Linked DNA regions of Zea mays: regions 2, 3 and 4 are each linked to region 1. A link is a contact called in public Hi-C data. All regions are on one chromosome and are shown on one strand. Each heading gives the region's core, a stretch centred on a gene start, on an enhancer-like site or on the middle of the called end of the contact. The rest is flanking DNA. Distances are from core to core; before and after follow the strand shown. Region 1 holds the start of LOC103646525 (acetyl-coenzyme A synthetase, chloroplastic/glyoxysomal). Region 2 holds the start of LOC100277165. Region 3 holds the start of LOC100193923. Region 4 holds the start of LOC100282997 (desiccation-related protein PCC13-62).

What was found. A called contact is a pair of places that touch in the nucleus more often than the background predicts.
Region 2: a Hi-C map of tassel shows a contact between it and region 1, with 2.9 times the contacts expected there. The contact joins the promoter of LOC100277165 here to the promoter of LOC103646525 in region 1. A contact is called at or near these places in 3 of 25 Hi-C or Micro-C datasets (ear, endosperm and tassel) and 1 of 3 datasets of contacts at active chromatin or transcription factors (leaf).
Region 3: a contact with region 1 is called in a Hi-C map of bundle sheath, with 3 times the contacts expected there. The contact joins the promoter of LOC100193923 here to the promoter of LOC103646525 in region 1. A contact is called at or near these places in 6 of 25 Hi-C or Micro-C datasets (bundle sheath, ear, endosperm and 2 more).
Region 4: a Hi-C map of endosperm shows a contact between it and region 1, with 3 times the contacts expected there. The contact joins the promoter of LOC100282997 here to the promoter of LOC103646525 in region 1. A contact is called at or near these places in 7 of 25 Hi-C or Micro-C datasets (bundle sheath, ear, endosperm and 2 more) and 1 of 3 datasets of contacts at active chromatin or transcription factors (leaf).

What each region holds. Positions count from the first base shown.
Region 1 is chr2:62,315,802-62,322,909 of Zm-B73-REFERENCE-NAM-5.0, reverse strand. It overlaps LOC103646525 (acetyl-coenzyme A synthetase, chloroplastic/glyoxysomal), which reads left to right and starts at 3,375. Exons shown (of 18, transcript XM_008671255.3): 1 at 3,375-4,151; 2 at 4,494-4,640; 3 at 4,726-4,881; 4 at 4,984-5,106; 5 at 5,192-5,360; 6 at 5,884-5,966; 7 at 6,110-6,211; 8 at 6,313-6,401; 9 at 6,512-6,602; 10 at 6,714-6,827. The coding sequence starts at 3,849.
Region 2 is chr2:62,554,965-62,562,072 of Zm-B73-REFERENCE-NAM-5.0, reverse strand. LOC100277165 reads right to left here and starts at 3,319. Exons shown (of 2, transcript NM_001327920.1): 1 at 3,241-3,319; 2 at 2,232-3,090. The coding sequence starts at 3,085. The coding sequence ends at 2,759.
Region 3 is chr2:62,107,159-62,114,266 of Zm-B73-REFERENCE-NAM-5.0, reverse strand. It overlaps LOC100193923, which reads right to left and starts at 2,601. Exons shown (of 12, transcript NM_001138995.1): 1 at 2,414-2,601; 2 at 785-922; 3 at 576-657; 4 at 412-488; 5 at 195-301; 6 at 1-78. The coding sequence starts at 2,455.
Region 4 is chr2:62,463,496-62,470,603 of Zm-B73-REFERENCE-NAM-5.0, reverse strand. LOC100282997 (desiccation-related protein PCC13-62) reads right to left here and starts at 2,531. Exons shown (of 3, transcript NM_001155901.2): 1 at 1,934-2,531; 2 at 1,618-1,843; 3 at 908-1,472. The coding sequence starts at 2,304. The coding sequence ends at 1,101.

The DNA of each region.
Region 1 (7,108 bases), core at 2,126-4,625:
GAAAGATATTCTCAAAATCCAGGATTCTTTTAAGGAAATTGCCCAAGTGGAGATTGGAAATGGTAAATCTACTCTCATTTGGAATGATCGATGGAATGGGCAGCAAATATCTGAAAAATTCTCGGAGCTTTGGTCTTTTGCCTTTGTCAAGGAGATTAACATTAGTCAAGCTCGGCTGGCTTCCCCGAATGAACTGTTCCACATTCCCCTTTCTGCTGAAGCGTTCAAGCAGCTTCTCTCACTTCAGGACACCCTTGGTAATCTACAGTTGCTTGATCACAATGATATTTGGCGATGCAGTGCCTCTTCCAATCAGTTTTCTTCTCAGAAGGTCTATGCTCACTTGATTGGCACCCATCAGTCGCTCCCTCTCTTCTCTTGGTTATGGAAATCTAAATGTCAACCTAAACACAAAGTATTCTTCTGGTTATTACTCAAAAATAGATTGAATACCCGCTCCCTTCTCAGACGACGTTCAATGCCTTTAGACTCCTTCACCTGCGACAACTATATACTCCAGATTGAAGAAACACCTATTCATCTGTTCTTTAGATGCAACTTTGCTAGGAGATGTTGGCTACTTTTGGGCTTCCTCCTGCCGTGTTCTACGGATCTTCTGCATACCTTAATGAGAATTAGAAGACGCTTGCAAATTCCTTGGAGGTTAGAAACTATTATCATCATGACGTGGTGCATCTGGAGGTGCAGAAACAATTGGATTTTCAACGAAATCCCCCCTTCAGTTTCTGAGTGCAAGGCTATGTTTAGGAGTGAAATTGCCTTATTATGCCATCGAGTCAAGCCTAATCTTAAGGAAGATATTGCATCTTGGTTACTCAATTTAGGGCTGTAACTCTTCCCCCCTCGGCTCCCTCTTCCTTCCCTTTCTTTGTAATTTTCCTCTTTCTCCCTAAACTCAGTTCTTTTGATTTAATAATATTACTGTAGTACCTTCCTACAGTACCTTTACTTCAAAAAAATGACACTGTTTACAGAGTGAAGTTTGAAATATAGGATGAGATAGAGAAGCTGTTGGAGATAGTCTTCGGGGCGGTGCGGGAGGGAGTTCAACTGGTACACTGGAACAGGGCACCCAAATTTTTAAGGGCCTCCAAATTTATACATGTATAGCTCATATAATATAGAAGTCAGGTTATGTAAAGCAAATAGATAATTTTCTTCTACTGACTGTTGCAACGTTTTAGACTCTCGCCTCCTGCCTCCACCGCCAGGCACCCTGCATGCCTGCACCCAGCAGTCCAGCACCTCAACCAATCCTGTCCGCTGCTAGCACCTTGCTGCTCTTGAAGACATTTACTTCTTGTGTCCGGAATTCTAAAATCTGAATCCTGATTCTGTGGCTGTCGCCTGCCAGTACCTTGCGTCCGGAATTCTAAATCCCGATCCCTGCTTGTTATCCGGAATTACTAAGCATCAAGGTAATTTTCTAGAAAAAATCCTCTGTTAATATATCCTTTAATAATTATAATAGTTTAATTGTTCTTTTTATCTTTTGTGTGCATGTTTATTAATTTACTAGACGTCTAGTATTTGAAGATCTAACTATCGGATATCATGTCTTCGACCAATCGATCTAGAAAATATGAATTTGGTTACGAAAAGCGACATGATTCTTTTCCTAATGCAAGTATTGCATATAGAGTTTTATTGACCATTCTTGTGACTGTTGCATCAACAGAGCGAAGCTTTTCTAAAGTCCTATTTGCGTTCTACAATGACATAATAAAGACTTACAGATTTAGCCACAATAGCACTTGAGAGTGGATTATTGGACATGATTGAATATGATCATATCATTGAAGAATTTATTTCAAGGAACACTAAGAGAATGAAGTTGTTCAAGTAAAATTCATACAATAAAGAGTTAAATAGGTATTTTTTCATAAACTCTATTTCTATGTACTACATTACAACATTTTAATACTTACAGTTCTGTTTTTAAATAATTTAGCAATAAGAGTTTTTTATTCAATAGTTTTGTACAGGGCCTCATTTTCTTCCGGCACGGGCCTAATAGTCTTAGAGATGTAACGAGCATGAGGTCACTGTTAGCTGAGGTGGAGGCTGAGTTTTAAGGAACCTAGAACAACATTATAAATGAAGGACCATATACCATAAGAACTATTTTCTTATTATTCTATATATTAGCTAATTAAAATAATTCTATGTATCGTAAAACAACTTGAGTGGTAAAAAATAGAAGTAAAATTATTACATATTGTACAGATCACCTTGTCCTCTAACATTTCTAGACACAAAATCATCAATAATAAATTCAATACTAATATCATCTAACAAAAAAATTTCAATACATAAAATTTGTTAGCCCATTAAACTTTTTTTAGATGTAGACCTTAAAAAGTTAATCAATAATTTTAGTTATTTTAGTTTTAAGAAGTTACTTTCAACAGATGCCATATTTTCTAGTATTGTAAATAATATATGATAATCAACAGTATATTGACTCAAATATTTCTATATCACTAGGGTAAGCCCCTCGAAAGTGGGAGCCCACCGACCGTCTCACTCGACTTTCCATGTTGGAGCCTCTGAAACACGTTGTTCGGTTGGCTTGCTTGATGTGTTGTTTCCTATTGTTTCTAAAGTATATTGAGCCTTAGGATAGCGACAGCAGCAGCCGGAGCGGCTCTAAGCCCAAGCGATTAAAGGTATATTTGGTTGGACGTACAAGAAGGGATATAAGTGGGCGGCCATATTTTCTATAGTGCGTGGTTGGATGAGAGTCACGTGAGAGCGAGGTGAACACCGAATCAATTGTTGGTGGCGGCATGGTCCAAAAAAATCGAGGGGACGATGTCGTCCCCGTATCATCCTAATTTGATCTTAAACCAAACACATCACGTTCTGTTCTGACTTCGGTGGTGTACAAGCCTGCCAGCCAGCTTTGGCCGGTCACAGCCGTAGTTGTGATCTTAAGTAAAAAATAAATCTATACACCGTAAAATAAGAATTTGTGCCGTAAATAAGAATTTGTGTGGATTCAATTTCTTGATAATTTAGAAGTTACTTTCTAGAAACTGTTTGAGAGATTCTTAAGAAGTTCAAAAATTTTGGAACTAAACTTTAGAAACTCTTTAAACATGACGTTGTGTCAAATGGATCAAACAGGGCATTGGTTTGTCGTACCGGCAGGCCGCAGCAGAGAACTGAAGCGGAGTTCTTTTACCATTTCTTACGGCTCACGGGGCCTCGAGACGCGAACACATATAGCCAAATCTAGTGACGACCGGAGCAGGCGCTCGCGACCAAAAACAACCGCCAGGCGGAGCCCGCCCGCCACCGCCACGCCAGGTAGGCGAGTCAAATACCGTCCAAATCCCAGCCACAGACACAGCACAACCCCCGTCCGCCGATCGAGTCCTCGAACCCTCATCGCGCACGTATAAACCGGGGCAACCGGCCAGCCACAGACACAGCACAACCCCCGTCCGCCGATCGAGTCCTCGAACCCTCGTCGCGCACGTATAAACCGGGGCAACCGGGGACGCGGACCTCTTCATCTCCGTTCCCGTCGCCGGCGACGCTGGTCTCTAGGTGTCAGGCCGCGCGAGCCCTAGCATAGCAGCTGTAGTAGTGCTAGACTGCTAGTAGTTTAGCAGGGCGCTCCGCGCGTCAGTTCCACCAGAAACAGAAAGGCAAATTCGGCTTCGCTTTTACGCCCGCTTGATTTGCCTCTTCCACCCTCTTCCACCAGAAGGCGGGCGGCCGAGCGACCAAAAGTCAAAAGGAGGATTGGCCCACGGCCACGGCCGAGAGCGGCAGGCGGGCAGGGTGAGGTGAGGAGAGGCCATCAGGGCCGAGAGACCATGGCACAGCATATATACGCCACCGGCTGCGGCCGCTGCGGGTGCGCCCGCCCCATCATCCGGACACTACTGCCCGCGCTGACCCACCATCTCGCCTCCTCGTCTCTGTTGCGGCGCCGGAAGGCTCCCATGGGCGCCAGCGATCACCTGGGCCTGGCGGCGGTGGCCGCCGCCAAGCCGCGGAATGGCAGGACGTGCATGGCCGTGCTGGGCGAGCCACTGCCGGCTCTTGACGACCCCGGCATCCTCGTCCACCCCAGCGCCGACTTCGCCGCCCAGGCGCTCGTCTCGTCCACGAAACAGGTGATCGTACTACTGCCACGCGCAGCCTTCCGTTTCTATTTGTCCACATTCGTGCGCAAATGGGTGGCGCGCGTTCGGCGGCCTGCGCCTTTGCGCCGCCGAATGTGCGGCTGGTCGTGATTCGTTACTGCGGGCACCGGGTCAGATGATGCAGACAGGACTGGGGATCGGTGGCCCTGTTGGCCTCTGTTGTTGTCCATACGCTTGTGGGATCTCACCTCGTAGGGTCCATAATCTGAATCGAACATTCAGTATCCGTGTGGATTACTTTTCGACTTATCGTGATGGATGGATGTGATTGGTAGTAATTTATTTACATGGTTTTGCAATAATTGTAAACAGTACCGAGATATGTACCAAAAGTCGATCGACGACCCAGCTGGTTTCTGGTCAGAAATCGCAGATGAGTTCTACTGGAAGCAGAAGTGGAGCCCTGATAATGTTTGCGCTGAGAACCTTGACGTGACCAAGGGGCCGATCATGATTGAAGTACGTTATTCCTTAGTTTCAATGACTGTTTCTAATGGTGGAAGGATACAGGATCTGGATGGTTACTGGTGTTTGGCATTTGCAGTGGTTTAAGGGGGGAAAGACCAACATATGCTACAATGCAGTGGACCGCAATGTGGAGGCAGGGAATGGGGACAAGATCGCCATGTACTGGGAGGGGAATGAGCCCAGTCAGGATGGGAAGCTCACCTACTCTGAACTGCTGGAAAAGGTTTGCCAGGTAAACATTCATTCTTTTATGCCAAAAACAGCTGCATGTAGTTTGAACGCAATGTGTGCAGAGCCTGGGCAGTCTAATGTGTTCTGCTGTGCTTTCTGATAGCTGTCAAATTACTTGAAAAGCGTCGGCGTACGAAAAGGTGATGCCGTGGTGATCTACCTACCAATGTTGATGGAGCTGCCGATTGCAATGCTTGCTTGTGCCCGCATTGGTGCTGTTCACTCGGTAATTGTTAACCCCATGTTTGGATGTCAATTGTTCTTAATGATTATATGTATACTTGATTGATTTTGATGATGAATATGTTCAGGTTGTGTTTGCTGGCTTCTCAGCAGATGCACTGGCCCAACGAGTCATTGATTGCAAGCCTAAGGTTGTTATTACCTGCAATGCTGTGAAAAGGGGGATGAAAATCATCCATCTCAAAGATATAGTAGATGCATCTCTGGATCAAAGTGCAAAGAATGGAGTTGATGTAGGTATGCACTAGCATCTGAGTATAGATGTGTGGCCTGTTTGCAAATCTGAGCTACAATATAATTTCATTTTGCCTCTACCACCCTTGTTCCATGTCCATGTTAACCATAGTCTCTTATATTATATCAGGAATTGCACTCAGGAAATATCCTATGGAGTTAGATATTTATAAGATTTCCTGCCTTGACTTCCTGATATTTTTGTGTGGCCTTCTATTTTCGCACCATATCTGCAATTTTCGTTCTGGTACCACTTTTTTATAAAGTATTTTGTGACAAAAAGGGCAATCTTAATCTACACCTGTCCTGCCACCAAAAATCATCCTTCATTTTGGTCACAGTTCTTGCCTTCGGTGGTCGTTTTCCTTCCTTTTTTTGGAACATGACTGGCTACCTTTTGATGTCTTAAAATAAGTCCAAAGCACCAGCATACTGTTGATCATCTCACATCATGTACTTTTTCAGTGAGTACGTACTAATCTGGTTCGAAGAAAAACTAATTTTAAAATTTTCTTTTGCTGAGAAGGCATTTGCTTGACATATGAAAATCAGTCCGCTCTGAATAAAGTAGACACTCGATGGAAAACAGGAAGAGATGTCTGGTGGCAGGTATGCCAAGATCAAAATTGCAACATACTTTCTGCGTGCACGGACTCTGCAGAACTTCTGTGATTCATAAAATAACCTTCCAAACCCTTCTGTATCAGCTGTATCACTAATCAATTTATTTCTGAATGAACGATGATGAATAGGATGTTGTGCCTGATTTCCCAACTAAATGCGATGTGGAATGGGTTGATGCAGAGGATCCACTGTTTCTTTTGTACACAAGTGGCAGCACAGGAAAGCCAAAGGTAGTCTTAAACTCTTAATCTCATTATTCTCATAGCCATAATCTCATATATTGTTCATGCCCCTCTTTAGCAAAGATACTAACATACTGTGAACCATACAGGGTGTGTTGCATACAACTGGGGGATATATGGTCTACTCTGCTACAACATTTAAGCATGCATTTGACTACAAACCAACAGACATATACTGGTAATATGCCTGAATTGTGTCTTCTGGTGGACTAAATGTTTACCTGAAATCACTGGATCTCTAGTAGCTGTCATTTTCTTATCATTGTTTCTCTGTTTCACTTAAATCAGGTGCACTGCAGATTGTGGCTGGATTACTGGACATAGTTATGTGACATATGGTCCACTATTGAATGGAGCCACAGTTCTTGTTTTCGAAGGGGTAACAGCAAAAAAATTTATAGTGATGTACTATTGACTTATGTATTTTTGGGTCATTTTGGAATTGTTCTATATCTAATTTGTAGTCTATTTTCTTGGACACAACTCTTAGGCCCCAAATTACCCTGATCCTGGCCGCTGTTGGGACATTGTTGATAAATATGGAGTGACAATATTTTATACAGCACCAACACTTATACGCTCACTTATGCGTGATGGTACTGAGGTAATACTGCTTGCTGTTTGTTTGATACTAATAATCCTAGAATGCCAGGTGTGCTATTCAGCTCTGATGTTTATGATACAGTTCCAAGATATAAGATCAAAAGGAAACAAGTTAATATTTGTTGTTCCTAAATTGATTGCAGCTGATCTCTATTGACTTACAAGTTTGTTATGGAGCCTGCATGAACTGTTAATAGTAGAAAGCATACCTTTGAGAGTGACATCTCTAATTGTCTAATACTAGTTGATGTCCATATGATTTAGTCATATGATCAAAATAAT
Region 2 (7,108 bases), core at 2,070-4,569, 240 kb before region 1:
AGCGGATGCTACGGTGAGTTTTACGGACCTACATAGCTGCTAGAACGATAGTGGAGAGGCGCAGAGCCTTACCGGAATGGTCTGGCCGCGGTGGGGTGGGTTTTACGGTGGCAGAGATCGATTTGGGGAAAACTCCGAATTCGCGGACCTCAGCGAACGATCGGGGCTAATTCGAGGTGGCTGGTTAGCTTATGACTTTACGGAACTGGTGGGGGGCTCAATTTATAGGGAGCGACAGCGGCGACGGTCAATTCGAGCAGGTTGTGCTGGCGGCCGGAGGAGGAAGAAGAGTACTGGCGCAATGGATTCGTGGCTCCTACCGTGGCGGTCATTCCGGCGATCAACGGAGAGTCACTAAGGCTTACGGCGATGCGGTGGAGATACGTGGCACAAGGCCGGAATGCGGCTAGCCGGCGACGGATGAGGATCGCGGATTTTAAACGGTGCAGATGAGCTCGCCGCGCGGCAGAACTCGGGGATGGCACGGCGACCGCCGTTTAACTGGAGTCCGTCACCACAGAGAGTTACTGCCACGTGACCAAGGATATTTACCGCGGCCTCCAGTCTATCCCGACCGCCGTGGCGTCCTTATCGCCGGCGAGGTCCAAAACCTTATCCTCCGCGCGATATTTTCTGAAGACGGTGAACAGTGCACTGGGTTCAGTAAAAAGCTTGACTGACTGACCAAGTTGGAGCCCAGTTTTCTCAAATTTTCATGTGAAACCTAAGACAACTTTCTGTAGTAAAGTTGTAGAACTATAATCCCTCTATAACTTTGCTACAATGTGCTCCCACAAAAAGTCACTGGATCATGCTTAAAATCAAGCCCTAAGTTCATGTCATCCCACTGTTAATCTGAATTTCAGACATCAAGCAGTCTGACAGTCCAACTTCAGGCTCAATTATCTCCCAACTTTTCACAAGAACATGGCTTGCACTCTTAAGCAAACTTGTTGTCCTATAATTGGGCTACAATTTTGATGTGGTGACCTAGGGCAAACTTTCTTTTGTTTAGAAGTTACAGGGTCACAAAGGTGAGCACAATACACTGAAATTAGACTTAGTCAAAAGAGTTCAAATGTGACTCTTTTGCAAATAAGCCCAAAACTCAGGGTTTGGCTTGTAAATCTTCCCAAATGTGAACCATGTGACTACATATATTTAAACGTAGTAGTTTTTACACTTTGGTCCAAATATGCACTGCTTTTGCACATAGGCCCCTAGGGTTTGGTTTTAGGGTTTTCCAGGGTTCCAATTAGGGTTTCTGGTATCTTAGGGGTATAAAGGTGATTCAACTTTATTTTTGGGGATATTTTACAACTATTTCCCTAAAGCTTTTAGGTTTTCTCAATTTGGGTTAAGTTTTACCCCTTTAATCCCTATTTAGGGTTAAGTTCCCTATCCAGGGTTCTATTTGCAAAACATTAAAACAATACAACTTGTTTGAAATTTTTGCCTAGTGAATGCACTCTAGGTGTGTTAAACATATGCAATGCCAATGCTTATGATGTCATGCTCAAGTTTTTAGTTACAGTAACACCAGAAAGGTTATAACAGGAACCAGCGCCCAACCGAAAACCCATCATCCCGTTGACACAAACGACGCGCACTATGATACCGTGGGGCATGTGTGCTGCTTAAAGCAAGATAGGGCTAATAATATCCTGATCAGCTACGGATCCTGACATGCCAACCGCCTTCTGCCAGCTATAACTTCTGTGTGCTTGTGAACATCAACAGGACGGACACTACCAATTTACAGCGACTCGGCGCCACATCACACTATCGTTGGTTGCACTGTTCCCCTCCAGCTAATGGCACATGCCTGTTACCATCGTTCAGAATGCTGCGTCTGCAGGTACAGGTGCAGCCAATATGATCGATGCACTCAGACTCAGGGTTGAGGCCGGGGAGCTCTGAGACATTTACACGTGAGGACGGGATGGACTCATGGACCCATGCAGGCTCCGTCAGACCACTGCAGAACAATCACATGAGCACTAAACAATCACGGGATAACCAATCCGTGCCAGACAGAACTTTACTACTGACAGAGCAGACCAGACTTGTAGGTGAGATGAACCGAACCAACAAAGAATCCCAGCGTTTCAGTGCTAAGCAGGTCGTGAGATTGCTACGTTCAACAAAGAATCCCAGCGTTTCAGTGCTAAGCAGGTCGTGTGATTGCTACGTTTTACCATCCAAAATTGTTTTGGATCTCGGTCCACTGTTACTGTTTCCTGGCCAGTCATCCTTGTTTATAGCGAATAATTGACGCAATTTCAAGACCTCCACGACGGAATGGTGGAAGAGTAATCAGCAGACCCACCACCAAGATCACAACTCCTGCAAGAAGCATGGATTTACTGAAATGGTAATAATTACACAAGTGAACTTCATGTCACCATCACACATACGCTTTCCATTTCAGCGGAGGCGATCTAGCAGGATGCGCATTGCCTAGTACAGTACAACCAGGGAGGGTTTCTTCTGACCGAAGGAGGGGAAGACCATTCCAGCGAGAATCGATGGATATCTCAGCCAAAAAAGGTTAAAAGACGAGGGGGGGAGGAGGAAGTGAAACGAAATGGGAAATTCTGCCGTTGGCGTACGTGAAGATGAAGGGAGGAACAAATAAGCTCCCTTTCTCGTGTCGCATAATAACAGAGAGAGTGTGTTTTCCTTTTTCCCTTTTGCCGTTTCTCTCTTCTCTTCTCCTCTCTTCACTGCTGCTGGGTCGGCGTTTCTTGGGGCGCCGTCACTGCGCCGCGACGGTGCGGGAGGAGGACGCGGCCGCGGCCGGCGGCGGCGCAGCGGCGAAGGTGGCCGGGGAGGGAGGGGACGCCGGGTTGCTGCCGTGGCCGTGGCCGTGGCCGTGGGAGCTGCTGCGGTGGAGGCGGCACTTGAAGGAGCCTGCGTGCGTGGCCGGCGCGCACACGCACTTGGGCCCGTGGCCGTGGCTGTGGGCGGACGACGAGCTCCTCCGCAGCGTCTTCGGCGACGCCGCCGCGCTGGTCGGCGTCGTGCTGTGGTGGCCGTGGAACCTGCCCTCCTCCGCCCCGGTGTCGACGTAGTTGGACGCCATCAGCACTGTACCTCCACAAGCAGCACAGGCTCCAATGAACAAAAAGTTCTTATAAAAAGCTGAGTGGATCTAGAACGAGAAGTTCTCTTCTCCTAGGTAGGAGTTAAGAACTGTAGTAGTAAAGGGATAGGAGGAAGGCGTCCCAAGGAGCTTACCAGACGAGAGAAACTGACTGCTGATAGGCCGGAAAGAGAAGAGAGGAAGCCGAACGAGTGCCGAGAGCGGCAAACTGCGGCACCACGGCGACCGAGCAGTCCTCGCTTTTATGCTGGGGGTGGCACGGCACGGCACTGCCCGCGGGCAGGACCGCTGCCCAGGATTCCTCCTGACCCCACTCACTGGCCTCGTGGACCCACCCCGCCCCATCTACTAGCCTAGCCCACTGGTTTTTTTTTTTTAAGCAAAGGCGCCAGCGGATTAGGGCTTTCTTTCTTAAAACATTATCAGATCTCTAAACTTTAGACCAGAAGCTCTGGCTAGGTGAAGTTTTAAAATAAGCTAAAGTATTTTGAAGTTTTTAGAGCTCTAAAACTGGAGGGATGAAAGTGACGACGCCGACGGCCGTGCCCTCGTTCCGGCCGGCCCAGCGCCCAGGCGGTTCTCTTCTGATTAGAAAAAAAGGGGGGCGGTTTCTTTGAGGTGGCGGGAAACGATGGGCTGTGGAGCTTGGCGGGTTGCGCAGCTGGCTTGCCGGTGCGTGCGGATCGCGTCGCGTCGGTCGCGAGCAAACGCCAACGGGACCACGCGCGGACGGTTCTAGAATGAATCCGCTGGCTGCTGCCGCTCTATCCAAATCTTTTTTTTTTCATATACAAATCGTTTCCCAATCTATGTGCGCTGGTCCAGACACGTTCGGCCTTGGAAACCTTGAGCGATTGATAGATACATCGTGCGTGGGTGCCTGTGGTAGTGTCGTAGAGGATTCGATTCGACGATCCGAGTCATCCGACGACTTCCTCCGCGCCGCGCCGCGCCAACGTAACACTATACTACAATATTATACTCTCAGACAGAGTTCCGCTTCTTCGTCCCTCCGTCGCGTGGGCGGCGTTCGCGTGTGGTACACTCGTCCATTTGTGGTCGCAGGCAGCTGCTCCTGCTCCACTAGTCGGCTCGTCTCCCGCATGACCGCGTCGCGGACCAAGAGACGGACGGGACGATGATAATAAAAGCAGTGCAAAATAATACTGGCCACACCATGCACCTCAACAAAAGCCACACACAAAAAACTGAGAGAGACTCTGCAGCTACGTACCCTACGCGGCTACGTATAGTCCACAGGCCACAGCTGACTTGTCTGTGATCAGCAGATGATGAGGCCGCAGAGACGCATCCCACCGCTAAAATTTGTGCACCTCAAAACGCCAAACCACTGTACGCCACGCTGCGAGTCATTTTACGCCGCATCGGCGGCACGTCGGGTCGCGACGACTCCTTTCTCGGAACCGAAAGCCACTAGTGCGCCGTTCCCTTCCGATCCGAGAGCAGTGGCCAGTAGCCATTCGTTTCTAGCTAGGCGCGGTTTCACTTTCGTGTTTCATCCAAAGGCGCCAGAGAACAAAGGTGTCAACACCTTAGTACCTTACCCGGAGTGGGCATCTCCGGTCCGAATCGCGGCTCTGCCGTCGCACTCTTGCGAGCAACGACGCCGTTGATTGATTCCGCTTCTCAAGTTCAAAGAGGGAAAAAACCGATTCAAATAGCCCGCTTTCTCTCCTCTGATGGCGATTTTCAATAGGTTTCCTTGCGCAGACCATCCGTACCATCATCATCAGTTCACGCGGTTTAGGCTTCAAATAAATATATCAGGCTATAGCACTTGCGCATCACCACACCACCGCCGCTCGTCGTCAGCTTCGCACGAGTCTCGTGGAAACGGACTAGAATACACAGAATACTGCACCGGGGTGGGGAAGGGATTTTGGAAGGAGATGTGAATTCTGAGGGGAATAATCTGACCGCTGCAGCTGCAGGGTACGTGCTACTAGTATAATAACCTTATCATGACCAGGACTTCTTTTCTTGGGAAAAGGCATCGATCTTGGCAGGGAACGGACGAAAGCAAACAGGCCCTGAGGCCCCTGATCACGGGACGGGACCCGATCGTTCAAATCTTTTTGCGCTGTTGCAGGCATCCGCATGCGAAATTGCGAAAAAGGCAGTAGCGAGAGCTTTGGATGAGTAACTTTTGGAGCTCCGCGATAGATTCGGGAGAGTAATTTTCTACGCGGGAATACTGGAGGCATCAGCTTCGAAAGAATATATAGGGCCTGTTTGGTTTGTGGCTAAATGCCTAAATGTGCCACACTTTGCCTAAAATTAGTCGTTCGAATTGATGAATAACTAATCTTAGGCAGAAAAGTTAGGCAAAGTGTGGCAACTGAGGTAGTGAACCAAACAGGCCCATAATCTCGCAAACAGCTAAAATGGAAAGGCGATTCATTTGTTTTTTTTCTTTTTTGCAGTAACAGAAAAAAAAGTTCGCACATATATTCTAGGCGAGTCTAGCCACAACAGGAACCACGAAGATTCCTGTTGGCTACCGTCGTCGAGTTTTAGGCTAGCCGATAGGAATTAGATAACTCTAGTCAGGCCACTGTCAGCTGACAGGTTTGTAGGCCAGTCCCCATTAACGGAAACTAACTCGCGTCGGTCACCAACCTAGGATGACAGGGTTTAACTAACTCCCGTCGGCTAAAGCTAGCATTGGCGGTCTAGCCCATATGGTCTCTCTCCACACACTCAGCTCTTTCTCCCGTACGCGCTTAGCCACCACCGTCCTCACGCCCGCCCACATGGCATGTCGAGCTCGACCTCGGCCCACCCGGACCGTCGTCGTGCCATCCTCTGCCCTACCCGTCGATATTAGGTCACCCACATATGGCCACATACCATCGTCCGTATGGCTATATTAGTGCACAAAACACAAGCACCACTCACTATAGTTAGCTATACAATGTAACTACAGAACTACAACTACTTAACAACACAAGTTAAGCTAACATACTTAGCTAAGGTAACTAGCATAAGAGAGCAATTAATTAACTACACGATTCGACTAGCAACTCTAGAGCAACAATTACACATTAGCACAATTATGGTAAAGTACATACAAACTAGTGATTAGAGGATGCAAACTAACGAGAAGACAAATGTGACAAAAACATTTTTATTCCAAGGTTCAGTTGTTTGCCAACCACTTAATCCTCGTTGTGGCAAGGCTAAAGTTTCCCCTAATCCTCTTGCTAGTGGCCAGCTCGAAAACTTGTTCTCACCCCTCTAGGTGTGCTCCCAACTTGAGCTTTAGCACACAATCGGGATGAAGCACTCAATGTTCTTCACACCTTGCTTCTACTAGAGTTGTTCTGCATGATGACCCATGGTGCGAGCACAACACCTCTCACAATGCAGTTTTTGGAGCTCCGCACAACATATGTGCATGCTATGATGAATCCGTCATGCATCCAAGTCATCTAAGAGGTTGCAACCTGTGGGGGACGGATATCTCCCGGGTCCACCGGAAGGATAAAAGACCTCACGAAAGGCCCGTGGGCCCAATAATTCGCAAGGTCATCCCTTTGTGGGCCTGGGGAGGAACGTCTAGTGAAGTGGATTGATACAAGACCAGACAGCCCGATGAATTTGAGCAATGATCGCAACAGTGATCCGATCTTCTCGTGCAGTGCCCTCATACATCGGAACTGAATAAGGGATAGGTCGGCGAAATCATAGAAAGATAGGCTCAGTTGGTTCACTATTACTTAGGCTCACGTTGTTATCATATCCACGTGTAACGCCCCACGGTCGAGTATATAAGGCCTAGGGGGCACCTGTCGGTGTTTTGGGTCCGACCGCGCACCCGGGGTTGCCCCTTAAGGTGCTTTTTGGAGTAGGACGGTGTTACCGACTGTAGCTCGATGGTTCGTGCTAGATGCACGAGAGACAATGGACAGTTGTGTACAGGTTCGGGCCGTTTTGAGATGTGTAACACCCTACATCCTGGCGTGAGTACTTTTATGTGGT
Region 3 (7,108 bases), core at 1,352-3,851, 210 kb after region 1:
GTCTGGTACTCCCAGTCACGGACATATGTACCGTACAACAGAGACATGTATGTGATCCCCACGATTGCGCCTACGAACCTGGATGAAAAGCAGTATATTGCAGTGTTAGAAACATAAGAACTGACTAATGTCGAACAAAATGGTCCGTGATCTTTCCCATAGTGCAAAAAGGAGTACTTTTGGTCTGAACTCACAGTTGGTAGCGGTATCGCTTGAGCAAATCGTATCCATAATCTACATCTTCATCTCCCTTGAGCCAAATTTCACATAGGGCAGTCAACAGATAAGCTATTGCAATTCTCTGCAAACAAGAATACAAGGCATCAGTTACGTACTTACCAAACACCAATTTTATATTGTCAATCAGAGGACAAATATATAGCTCAAACCAAAAGGATGCGTTCCATATACCTGAAGTATACCCATCAGACGTATTTCTTGAAGGTCGACACCAAAAGTTAGACTGCGAACACCATGAAAAAAACCACCTGTGTAGTGCAGAAAAAAGGCATCAAACACATTTTATCTCCACAAGTGCCTTTTCGTCAGTTCAAGAAAAATAGCAGCCATCATACCTTGTAGGACAAGACCAAGACAAAACAGCTTCAGTGCACGGAGCACTGCCTTTTTCGTGGCGTCCAACTTGTCCGGGACTCTCTGTAAAACAAATTCATAAGGTGACGCAATCGTTAGGTATCAGCGAGTCGTAGAGGTCACTGTTGACGGTTTCAGAAACGAAGGGAGAAACAGACATCGGCATCTCGCTTTTGCCGGCGTGTACTACCTTGTACGCGAGCGCCAGGGCGACTCCGACGATGAAGAGGAAGAAAGGCATGACGAAGTCGGCCACTGTTACGCCATCCCAGGGGGAGTGGTTCATCGCCGGAATGAATGACCCGGCGTCATCCACGATGATCATCAGCTGCAACAGGAAAAAAAACTTCTGTTTTACTTCTGTCTGAATTTTAATCAAGTGTTTATTTCAATGAAAGAGACAGAGAACCAACAAAACATTATTGCTTGATAAGTAGAGTGATTAGGTCATATGGTCGTGCAAAATATTGATTTGCACTATAAATTACACTGTAAAGTTTAAAATAAAAGATATAAATAAGCTGCTCGAGATAACCTTATATGCATTTATGGAGATAAATATGCATTTATATATATGTGTGTGCATGTACTATGATTAAAAATAGATTCTACCTTCTAGTAGGTTATCAGTGTACATAACACGGATCGATAACGATACGCTTGGTAAAAATCTAGGGACCAAAGAAACTAGAATATGCGGGTTCCACTGCCAAATATTATTTTTCACTGTTAAATTGGTGGTTCCTGAATATCCTCTAATTTTTATATCAAAAAACACGCATAGTTATAAAAATGCAGAAACGATTATTCGATGAAAAGTGATAACAACTTCACGTTACATATTCGAGAAAAAAAAACGAAAAGAAAACTTCACGCTGCATATATGGTGGTGTGGCATCAGATCCCGGCCCGGGCTCCAAATGCATTTCACGATCGAAAGGAAAATATTCTAATCGGGGGATAATGAAATGAAATGCCAATATACCGTCGGCATAGGCAACAACACAATCGGATAGAAGTGTGGCAACGCCAAGAACATTGCGTAACGATGCAAGTAGCATTGCGTGACGATGCAAGTGGCCTAGCACTACGTGCTGCATGTTCCGTCGCAAGCACGCACTAGTGAATAGTGATGAGTACTGAGCCAGGATCCACTGAACCGATTCATGAGTCATGACGCAGAGCAGTAATTAAATCTACAATTTTTTCAGTCGGTGACTTCATCTATGCCGTCTACGCAACTCCACGGCCGTTGCAATCAATGTCGCGCGCGGTAGAAAAAAAACGAACTTCTCTGTTGTCCAAACATGGCGAGGAACTCAGTAGGTGGAGAGGTGAATCACCAAAGCAAGAGCTTCAAAGCGACGGGGACCTAACCGCCTAGCCTAGCTACCGTGTCCCTGGGCAGAATTGCCTAGCTTCTTCTACCAGTACCATGTCACCTATCGCGTAGTGGTGATTGAGTAACCAAGCTTGCCCTATTGGTCAAGCCATGCCGTGCTCCACTCAAACAACAAACAATCTCAAAAAAAAGGAAATAAAAACAGAGATGATGCTCGTTATTTTAAGAGAACGCATTCGGCTAGGCCAGCAGGTCGAGTAGACGTATCATGCGCCTGCATACCAACATGGGTGTCACTTCGATCGATCGGACGAGCACACGCAGACGCAACCGATGCCCCCAGCCTAGAATAGACGACACGTTTACAGTTTAGGATTTATTCCAAACTCATTAGTAAAATAGGATCTATAGTAGTAGAATCGTCAACGAAATGAAAAAAGATGGGGGGAAAAGTGATAAGGGTCAATCCGTCCGTACCGCGCGCCGTTCAGGCTTTGAGAACCTATGCTTCTTCCCCATCCGCAGCACCTGTGTGGGTTTCAGGCGAACGTTTCGTAGGAGCAGTTTTATTCATCTTTCAAGTTTCTACGCTGGATTTATTTTTGGACGGAGGGAACAGTGAACGGCGTCGGTGGGGGCGTCGGGATCTGATGAATCGGGAGACGGGACCATCTGCTGTAGCAGGAGGCGCCCCCAGGGATCCAATCAGATTTGGTCCATGTGTGCCCATCGACACTTGTGCCGTGGAGCATGGACTGGACTGGGGAAAATTGGGAACGTCGAGTCGTGCACACAGCCACACTGTGCCACTGGTTCAAGATCATCTCGTGGTTGTGGAGGGAGGAGTCGTTCTCCCTGACAGGATAGAAGGGGTGACGTGACACTAACATCTAAATCCAGGTTGCTCCACTTTTGCATCCGTCCGAGAGACTTCAATCTAGGCTTTATCACTGGATCTTGACTGATCTGCGTTTTCGCAGTCCTCTTTATTTCATGGTGTCGGAGCCTAGAAGACTTTTGTCCGTTGCCGCCGTGTCGCAGTCCGTCGACCGTCGTCGCTCCATCGAGCTCGAGCCTTGTAGCTGCGCTGTGTTTTGGCTTGACACCGACACTGTTGTTGCCAAGCTAGTAGCCTCAGGAGACGAAGGCCGAGAGGTCGATCGTACGAGTGGGCTGGTTAGGACACCCATATGAGGCCACACGATCTACGCTGCAGGGCAGAGGATGCTCTCTGTCGGTTGCCGGTGGCGGTGGGTGCGATCGTACGCCTAGCAGCTCTGCGCCACACGTCTCTGGGCATCTGGCCGGCGCCACGACAGGAAGAGCAAGCAGCAAGATCATATCTTTCTCCAGAGCCTTTCAAAGCTTGTTGACCGGGCCTGCTCTGCTCGCGTCATGACATGTGTGGCTCACATGAAGCTGCCGGACGGGGCACACCACGGGGACGGGGAGGGATGCGTTTCGAACTTTTGATCCGTCGCCGCATGGCGACGAGGTACCCTGGCCTTTAGCTCACGCATCCGAACGATTCCCGCGTCTCGTGTGGGCTCCCCGAACCCGTCGCGGGCCAAGCAAGAAAACCCCGTGGTTTATGGTTTACGGTGTTGGCTTTGCCCAACTGCCCTTTGTGCCGATACATGTGGAGGAACAGGCGCACGCGCACCCGCCGCCCGGCGGTGCGACGGGTGGAACCACCCCAGCTCGTGGCGTCGGGCCGCGGTTCCGGGACTTGTTCCAGGCTCCACTCCACTGGCCCTGATGACGCGGTGCACCGAGCCACCGACCCCAACGACGATCATGAACTGTGAACTAGCTACCCCAACCATTACCCAAAGGCTGGCCAAAACAGACGCGACTGGCTGCCTAGCGGGTCGCGCGCGTGGGAAGGGACGGACACCACGCTCGCGTACTGCAGATGCCAGCGCTCCCGGCCCATCACATGGCAAAAGAGGCACCGCTCGGCACACCACGCGATGGGCTTGTCCCGACGTGGAGAGGCCACCACCGCCCGCTCGCCGAAGCGACGCGACGCGACGCGCGCAGCGCAGAAGCACAGGAGGATCACGCATATGCTTTTTCGGCGTTCCTCTTTGTTTTGCCCTGCAGCTACCTAACATTCTATTCGTACTCCAATTGTTTTCTGAACGCCGCAAAAGGCCAGCCAGATCTCGCCCAATACGACGACCAAACGCTCATGCTCTTCTCCTGTTCCAGACTGGTCAGCCAATAGGACGGGTTGGCATAATATACCGGAAGAGCAAGTGAAGTCATGTATCGTAGGAGAGATACAAGAGTTTTATGTCAGATTTGTGATGAGTTGAAAGAGAGAAGATAAGAGAGAGAGAGAGAACTGGAAAAGTAAAATGGTTTCTTTGTTCGTTCGTTAATTAGGATGTCACCTAAGCAAAATTGTGATGTACCATTAGAATAAAAGAAGAGAGATGAAAAATTGTTTTTTATAAACAAAACTCTGTCTATAGGTAAACTAACATTATAAAGAGATGAGGTAAATTGATGATCAGAGAGAAAAATATATCTGATCAGATAAAAAATTATTTTGTGGATACTACTCCCTCCGATTTTTTTTTTTTACTTTGACGCTGTGCAGTTCAAAATTGATAGAAGCTGGTTCAAAAAAAAAACAAGCGGAGGTAGTATTTGTTATGTATATGGTTTCCAAATGCAGTGCCTATATGACTATAGCTGGTTGATGCAAATACTCCAAGAACATTTGTAAGAGATTAAGTAGGCTACATGTTATTAGTCTAGCGTATCTTAGATATTATCAGCCATGATTCTAAGCATATTGATAAGTCGGAGCTAGAAAGGCACAGACTAAGCATCAAATAATGCAGATACAAATTACAAAGTACATAATATATGTTGTTTACCTAAACTTTAGCTCTAACCTCTAAGGTTTCGATTTCCCTAACATATTCTAGATCTAACTCCTCTGACTAGTTTTATATCCTAATTTCAGTTACTCATCATGCCGCTCACTTTGCGAGAATATCTATACTATTACAGGTTGGATCAATCATTTAAATCTGTTGTATATTATAAGCTGCATCTTGATATATAATACACTTTGTTCTATATATATCTGCCAATTATTAGGGTACATGCACTCATCAACTCTCTCTCTCTCTCAAGATCGTATGGACAGTTGATCCAGAGTTGACAATCACCATTCCCTATTTTCTAGTGGGATTCCTTTATTTTCTACCCAGCTAACGCAAGAAACTAGGTAAGCAACAGCGACCGGAAGCCACTAAAAATATGTTCAATCCGTGCTTATACAGTTCGAATCCAATATGCGAAGAACTTCCGTACGGTAGTGAGCGCGGCCTTTCTTAAAGTGCCTGGGAGCCTGGGCCACAACAACAACTGAGCACCGACGGTCTCACCCGGTGTTGAGTTGGGTGACGCGACAGGAGCAAGGTACTCACCCTTGCGAACCCGGCAAGCCAAGCCGGTGATTGTTATCTTGTTCAGGTCTAAATAACAATATCTCCATAGGCATCAAGACGGTGATCTGATCTAAGATTATGCCTATTTATAACTGCTACAGTAGTGACTGTCAGCAGAAAGGTAACATACAAGTAAATAGACCGGCAGAACAGCTCAGAACGGAGGATTTGCTGTTTGAGGAAGAAGAGAACAGAGCTGGTGGATTTGCTGTTTCCAATAGGTGGATGGCGGCATGTACAGAATCGGAAGCCGTCGTGTCGCTCGATACAGGCCTCATTGGCTGACAATATTCCTTATACTTTTATATTAGGTCTTTGTATTTCTAAATACATAATTTTTTATTATGTATATAAACATAACTTATATTTCGATGTATAGAAGTTAAAACATTTTATAATTTGAAAAAAAGAAGAGTACAGATACAAGTTTATATTAATAGGTTTGTTTATGCAATCCTATACTTTCCTTTGATTGCTCCCGTTTAAGTACGAACAAAGAAAGGAAAAAGGAAAAAAGGCAAATTTAACTACTGCCGCTGCTGCCAACCACGCATCGTGATTATCCATGAACATGTGTGGCTGGCACCGAGACCATAACAGAGTCGATCGACAGGACAGAACAGCAGAGACCCCACTCGGCAAGCAAGCAACCAATTCGATCTGTTCAGGGAAATCGAAACGTATTGCCATGCGCGATAGGGAAGATTGGCAGCCAACCATTCAATCAAATACGAGGAAGAAGGAGCGAGCGAGCAGAAGACTGAGGATGCGAGTGGTCTGTACGTACCAGCACGGTGATCCCACGGAACACGTCGAGCGAGACGAGGCGCTGCCGAGTCGGCGCCGGCGCCGGAGACGGCGCGGACCCGCGGCGTTTGGGGTAGTCGTCGCGTGGCGCGGCGGTGCCAGCCTCCAGATCCACGGCGATGGCAGGCGTGTCGTCGCTGCGGACGAGCTCGTAGCGCCCCATCGCCCCCGCTCCAGGCCGCCCGCTGCCGCTCGACTCCGGCGACGCCCCTGCATTGGCCGCAGCAGCGCCCATGAGCTCCAGGCACGTACGACGCACGCGCGTCTCCGGCCCCGGGAGGCGACAGCCGCGGTCCCGCGGAGGCGGAGGCGGAGCGGCAACACAGATGCAGCATGTGCGTGACGAGATGCGGCACGGAAGGTGCCCGCTGGCTCACCTGACAACTTGCGCCAACCACTCGCCGGCCTCCGATCCTCCTATCGACTCGCGGCTCGGCTATTGCCTCTGGCTGCCTAGTGTTCTCAGTTCGCCCTTCACCACAGCGATCCGCGGACGACGCCGCCGCCGCTCTACACCTGATCGCAGCTTTGTAGGGTCGCCGCGAGATTGGCGAACGGGATATGTCATATGGACGAGGCCGAGATATATATATGGGAAAGCCGAAAGCACCGGGCGTGCGTCCTCCGGACCTGGTCGCTTCTCCTGATCTCCCTCCGTATCCCGACCCGGCATCCTCGTGACGGTTCTTGTGTGCGTCCCCGTCCCGTCCCGTGGTGGCCACAATTGGCGCACACGGCAGGTACGCACACGTCGCGCCGTCCGGGTCCTTCGATCACGTGACAAATGGCCTCTGTTTCGATCTCTCTCGGGCCGTTGGATTCGAACGTTTCCGCGCTCGCCTCTCCGCGATTTTTCTTTCTTTGATGCACAATGTGGCGGTGGTGGTGTGGTTAA
Region 4 (7,108 bases), core at 1,282-3,781, 150 kb before region 1:
GTGATATCCTGGCCCAAGGTTTAATAGGATTGATAGAATACTCATACCAACAAGATGCATCTTTTTTTTGGAAGCCTAACGAACCTTTAGGTTAAGAGTGCTTGGCCTAGAGCAGTCTTGAGATGGGTGACCGACCGAGAAGTTTTCTTGGGCGCGTATGAGTGAGGACAAAGTGAGCATAAAAGACTCGTGTTAGTCTGTGGGGATGGTCTATGGACCTAGATGACTGCCAGGAGTAAGTAACGCCAAGTCGGGTGCGGACGGGGTGTTATTCAATCTGTTTGGTTGAGATTATAGTTTTTTTGCAGCGAATTTTGGTTCAGAAAGCTGAACCTGAAAGACCCTAACACCCCGTTTGGATCATTGGAATTGAATTTATTCTAATAATTGTAATTTTGGCATATATCAATTAAACTAATTCAGTTTTATGAAAATATATCAGTATATTATTATTAGCAAGATGTCAGAGATATTTATGTGCTACATTTTTACTATAGAGGAGTGGATTGAAGATCATGTTGTAAGTTACAGAATACATAAAATCATTTCCCATCCTCCACCTAGGGTGATAATGGGCTCTAAATTTCACACTATAAGATTTAAGAATCGGATCAGATTAGTATCGGGTCCTATTTCTATTCATGTTTGAACTAAAATTTATTTATAGCCCTACCGTTTTGTAAAGAAGCATTTGGATCGCGATCCATTACTACCCTTATCTCCATCCCATGAATTTGAGATAAGCTTATATTAGAATTTTGGAAAGTGGTAGAATGTCAAATTTAAAGCTAAATATGTTATTTTATTAAATAAATTCTAATCCCTCTTAAAAATAAAGGGATCCAAACAGCCCTGAACTATTTTGGAATTTCTCGGCTACAGATGAAATAGAAGACATCCGACCTTTGCGTATAGTGCAGCAACCCATTATTTACTTTATTTGTTTCCACCTACATTCATGTATATCACCCAGTTTACACAAGGCACTCAAGGCCACACCATACCAACTCACAAACAAGTATAGTACTGCTAGCTAGTCTACAGTCTGCGCCGTGCACGGATTCATACTGCTCAGCGCACGGTCACAACTCACCCATGCGCTACGCGAGGAGACCCCTGGCGATGCGGCCGTCTGCGCCCTGGGGAAAGAAGCCGCCGTGCTGGGCGGAGTTACCGGTGCCGTACACGATGCCGAGGATCTCCTCCGGCGTGCGGTCGTAGGCGAGCGACAGGTGGTCGCCGGCGATGATGTTCCCCACGGTCAGCCCCTCGGGCCCCAGCTCGGGCGCCACCACCAGGCCCTCGTCCTTCACGCCCCTCCTCCCCAGCGAGTTCCGGAGGTCCGAGATGCGTGCCGTGATCTCCGCCACCCCGCCGGCATAGCTCGGCACACGCGCCATCCCGCGCTCGTACAGCAGCGTACGGATCACCGCGTCCTGCGCCGACTCCACCGCCAGCAGCCCCGCCAGCAGCTGCGCACACAGATAGTGCATATCAACAGCACGTCAACAGGGCAGGCACAGCCACAGGTACACAGCATGACTGGTAGGAGAGGGATGGCAACGATCGAGTAGAATGTTCATGCGATGCACGCGCGTACGTATGCACTTTAATTACCTTTCTGGCCTGAGGGGTGAGGAGCCTGGGGTTGGCGCCGACGTAGCCGGTGAGGCCGACGTAGGGGATGATGTAGGAGGCGACGAGGAAGTTGAGGCTGTTCTCGTAGGGGTCGAAGGGCGGGTCCAGCGTCGCGTTCAGCGCTTGCTCGATGATCTTGCCGAAGTTGGCCGCGCTGATGTCCAGCAACGGCCTCGGGAAGCCCCTCACCGTCTGCTTGATCGCCCTGCATGGCCGGTCAGGGGCGGTCACAACATTGACTACCATCTGCAATTCCGTTCTCAGGCTGTTGCTGTGTCGGCTGTTCAGTTGTTACCTGAGGTGCCCGACTTCTTGGTAACAGAACTGGGTGGCCACGTCGCGGATGAACGGGGTGAGGGACGCGGACTGGCCGCCGATGGAGGGCGGCCCGCCGCCGGTGAGGTTGGCGTCGATGGCGTCGAGGCCGTACCCCAGAGCGGACCAGCAGAAGAACTCCGTCTCCAGGTACTCCAGGTTCAGCGGGAACTCCAGCAGGTCCACGTCCGACTGCGGCAGCAGCGACCCGGCCGGGGCGCCGAAGAACCCGCGGTAGGCCGGCCGCGCCCACTCGCTGTCCATGTCCTGCGCCTGCGCAAAGGCCCCGCACAGGCAAACCACTGCCGCCGTGGCCACCACGACGACGGACGACAGCGCCGGCGCACCCATCTCCGGCCGGCGGGCGGCTGCGACGGCAATCGAGCGGTGACTAGTATAGTAGCTTTATTTGGCAACGCGCACACGTCACTGCCGTTGCGATTCCTCAGCTGCACGTTTGGCTTGTGCGTGTGTGTGCGGATCGGTGCAAGAATTTATAGGCGATGCGGGCGTGCGCGGTGGCGGGCTGGCGGCGCGACGGTGTCCGATGACGGGACGGGTAGCCGTGGCGCGCCAAGAGCGTGGCGCGCGGAGGAGTACGTACGTACATATCGAAGCCAGCCAGCGACGACGCTAGCTCGTTTGTCGTGGCGCCGTCGTGCATATGGGACAGATTTGTTTCTTTTCGCGAGTTCACAATTGCGAGGCATAAAGATGGTGGTCCATTGGAAGGAAGCAAAGATTTCCTCTTGTTGGTACGGTAGCATGCGTGGATATATGCAAAATGACGAGAACGGAGCAAGTTAATCATGCGTCGTGCACTCGTGCGCTCAAAAAGAAGGGTAGGAAGAGTGTGGAGAAACAAAAGTATGATCTATTCGTACTTGCAAGAAAACATATATCCTTCAAAACATATCTCCAGAGACTAGACTGATAACAAAGATACGAATTTCGCTCATGAAAACAACGGATTCTAAGCTAACCACGCTCATCCCATGTTTTGCTAGGTAATTTGCCATCTTGTTGCAATTTCTTGGACACTACTAAACATTAACTACCAAAGTGCTCGTACGTTGCTACGATTTCCATTTATGCTTAAGTAATACTAGAATATCTGTGTGTTACGACGGCACACCGATCATATTTGATGGTACAGTGGTGCAATAGTTGTATGACACGTGATGGTCCAGTGGCCAGTCGGTGTGATTGACCATCTCCATAAAAATAAAATTAAATTAAAGTGAACCATCTCCACAAAAAAAATTAAAATTAGAGTGGATCCTCCCAAAAAAATAAATTTAAAAATAAAGTGGATATGTATGGCCCACATACCAGATATTAAATTGCAGCTATTACATTTTATCTTATCCAAAAGGTCGAGATAGATATGAGTTGAATAGAAAACCTACCTCTTTTTATAGTTAGCGCGACCGCTTATTCTCCTTTAGCTAGCGATGTAGTACTTGAAAGCATCTAGGCCCCTAGTTGGCTTTAGTGATTAATGACAACGTAATGTTATATGTGACTAATGTGTGTTTTGCAGTCAAATAGTAAGTTAGGTCGCATTACAGGTAGATGTACTACAACGGTGAAAACAATCTCGGAGATAAGAACTCGAAGCGACGACTAAATCGACGAAACACAAAGTGAAGGTCTTCGTATTCCGAGTGTCAAGGAGTTGCGGACACTCGTGATATAGTTAGGTCTTTTATTTTGTTTTAGCCGTACTATAAAGAGGGGTTGTCGATGAGTAGTTTGACCAAGAGAGTTCTAGTGTAGTGTTGGTGCATATTCACACTCCCATATAGTGCAAGGTGACACTCTAGAACATACTCACAAGTTAGAACGAAAACCTATTTGAAAAACAGAAGAAAATAGAAGTTAGGGTTTCTGGCCTTGGGGCACCGGACTGTCCGGTGTGTACCGGACTGTCCGATGCGCCCTCTGTCAGGTGGGCCCAGGGGTTTCCCCGCGCAGAAACACGAGAGCGCAAGGTTCACGAGTTGAATTATAGTGGCGCACAGGACAGCGCACCGGACAGTGACTGTTCACTGTCCGGTGTGCCATCTGCCCAACGGCTAGTTGTCAGAACTAACCGTTGGAGTCGACCGTTGGCGCACCGGTGGCGCACCGGACTGTCCGGTGCGCCCATGCGCAGAACAATGCTGGTAACGGCTAGTTGATAGGTGAGGGCTATTTATACACCCTCCACCCACCATATTCAATGTCTTGTTGCCCACATTTATTCCTGCACATTGGTAGAGCATTGCAAGCACCAAAAGCCTAGTGAGGTGATTAGAGAATTGTAATCCCGCATTTGAACCTCATTAGCGTTAGCGAGAGCCACCTAGAGCACACACCACTTGCATTAGGCTTCTCTTGGTCAAGCAAAAGTCTACGACTTGTTACTCTTGGTGATCGGCATCACCTAGACGGCTTGGTGGCGTTGGGAGCTCGGTGATCACCGTGGAGATCTTGTTGGTGACCCGACTCAAGTTTGTAAGCGGTCGTGAGGGTTCCACCGCGCCGGAGTGGAAAAGAATCATCTCGTAGCGAGCACTTGGTTCTTGCGAGGACCAAGGTGGAGCGATACCCTTGCGCGGGTGCTCCAACGAGGACTAGTGGAGAGTGCCGACTCTTCGATACCTCGGAAAAAATTGGAGGAGTCTTCTAAACCTTGCTTTACATTCTGCACTTAATTCAAGCATTTTACATTGTGTATTTGTTTAGCAAGTATTTGAAGTATTGTCTTAGCATTGTTGTATTTCTAGTATTATTCTCTTAGTGCTAGTTGTTGGGGTGAAGTTGGGCTCTTGCTTAGGTTTTAATTAGTGTTGATTTTTAGAAAAGCCCAATTCACCCCCCTCTTGGGCATCGTGATCCTTTCAATTGGTATCAGAGCCTTGTTGCTCTTAGGTTAGTTTAACCGCTAGAGTAACGATGTCCGGTGGGGATGGACCTCCTCCCGTTTTTGATGGTGACGATTTTCCATATTGGAAAATTCGTATGGAAGCATATTTAGAGGCTATAGACATTGGTGTCTACAAAGCCGCCACACAAGGATTCCCGAACCTAGAGATCCCACAAATCTTGTAGGTGAAGAGTTTAATTATGAGAAATGGAATGCCAAGGCCAAAAACACCCTTTTTAGAGGCCTTTGCAAAGATGTGTTTAATAGAGTTAGAAATCATAAAAATGCTCATGATTTGTGGATGGACATATGCGCTCTACATGAAGGAACTAGAAGTGAGCGTGAGGAGAGATATCACATTGCTATGAGAAAGTTAAATTCTTTTGAAATGCTTGCTAATGAAAATGCCAATGCTATGTACTCACGTCTCAATATTCTTGTAGAGGAAGTAAATGGCTTGGGGCTTACACAAATCTCTCAACCGGATGTTGTGAGGAAGATTCTCAGTGTCCTCCCAATTGACAAATATGGACACATTGTCACTGTGCTACATCAGATGGATCTTTCAGTTACCACACCTACACAGATATTGGGAAAGATCAATGCTCATGAGATATACATGCACATCAATGACAAGGATGAGTCATCTTCCAAGAGAAAGGATTTGGCTCTCAAAGCAAATCAAGAAAGAAAAGGAAAAACTAAAGTACAAGTTGAGGAAGAATCCTCAAGTGATGATGACCTTGATACTAACATTGCCTTGATGGTAAGAAAGACCACCAAGATGTTAAAGAAGCTCAATAGAGAAGGCATCAAATTTGATTCAAGAAAGAAGAAATTCTTTTCAAGCAAAAGAAAGCCCATTTCTGAAATGGATTGCTACAACTGTGGAGAGCTTGGTCATCTTTCTCATCAATGTAACAAGCCCAAGAAGAACAAGTTCAAGGGCAAGAAAGAAGATGACAACGATGATGAGAAAAAGGAAAAGAGATTCTTCAAGAGGAAGGATGAGAAGCACAAGAGGTTCCACAAAAAGAAAAATGGAAAGGCATATATTGTTGGTGACTGGCTCACTGATATTGAGTCATCAAGTGGATCTTCTTCAAGTGAAGAAGAAAATGATGAAAAAGTTGCCGCCATCGCTGGGGACTTCTCTTCACCACCACTATCGCCATCATCGACTTCTCACCTACGCCTCATGGCTAGAGGTGAACGGAAGGTACAAAATGATATTGATATTACTGATGATAGTGATAGTGATGATGAATTTGCTTCACCTTACTATGATGAACTAGCTAACTTGCTTAAAGAATACACTCAAATCATTAGGAAGTCAAAAGCTAAATGTGATAAGTTGAAAAATGAAAATGAATCTTTGAATACCAAATATGACATAGTTATGAAAGCTAGTGATGAAATGAAAGAAGAAAACAAAACTATGTCATCCACTATGAATGAGCTTACATCCTCCCTAAAAGATGCTAAGGATAAATGTGAAAAGTTAAGTGAAGCTAATAGGGAGTTAAAAGATAGACTAGTGAAAATCAAGGAAGACTATACTAAGATTAAATTTGATCATGATAATCTTATTGTTGAAAATGAACTTTTATCTTGCAATACACATGAGGCTATTAACCCTGTTGTTAAGATTGATGTAGCAACCTCATGTGATGATTTGAGTCAAGGAGATCAAACTAGTCTACATGATGAATTGACCGAAAAAGTTGAAGTCTTGACTTTAAACAACCAAAAATTGAAGAGATACTTGACTGATGCAACTACTAGAGGAAAGGTTGCCATTGAGAACAATGATTTCAACAATGAATTGGCAGTGGATAATGAAAGGCTTAAAAATGAGGTCAATAAACTTAAGAGTGAAAATGAACATCTCGCAACAAGTGTGCAAAAGTTCAACAAGGACCAATACCTCCAAAATAAATTGCTCATGAACACTGTCATGAAAAACAACAAGAGTGGTATTGGATACAATGCTTTTGTGCAAAAGAAAGCTACTACTCAATACAAGCCAAAGCAGACTCATAAGCCTATCAAATGCTTTGAGTGTGGAAAAGAAGGTCACTTTGCCCACAACTGCAAAGCCAAACCACCAACTCCCTTGCCTAAGCACTCAAGGCCATTTGCTTTCAATGCTCATTATGTTCTAATAAAAGTAGCAAATGGAAAGGTCAAAGTTACATTCCTAGGTCCACCAAGCAAGAGTAGACCTAGACAAATTTAGGTGCA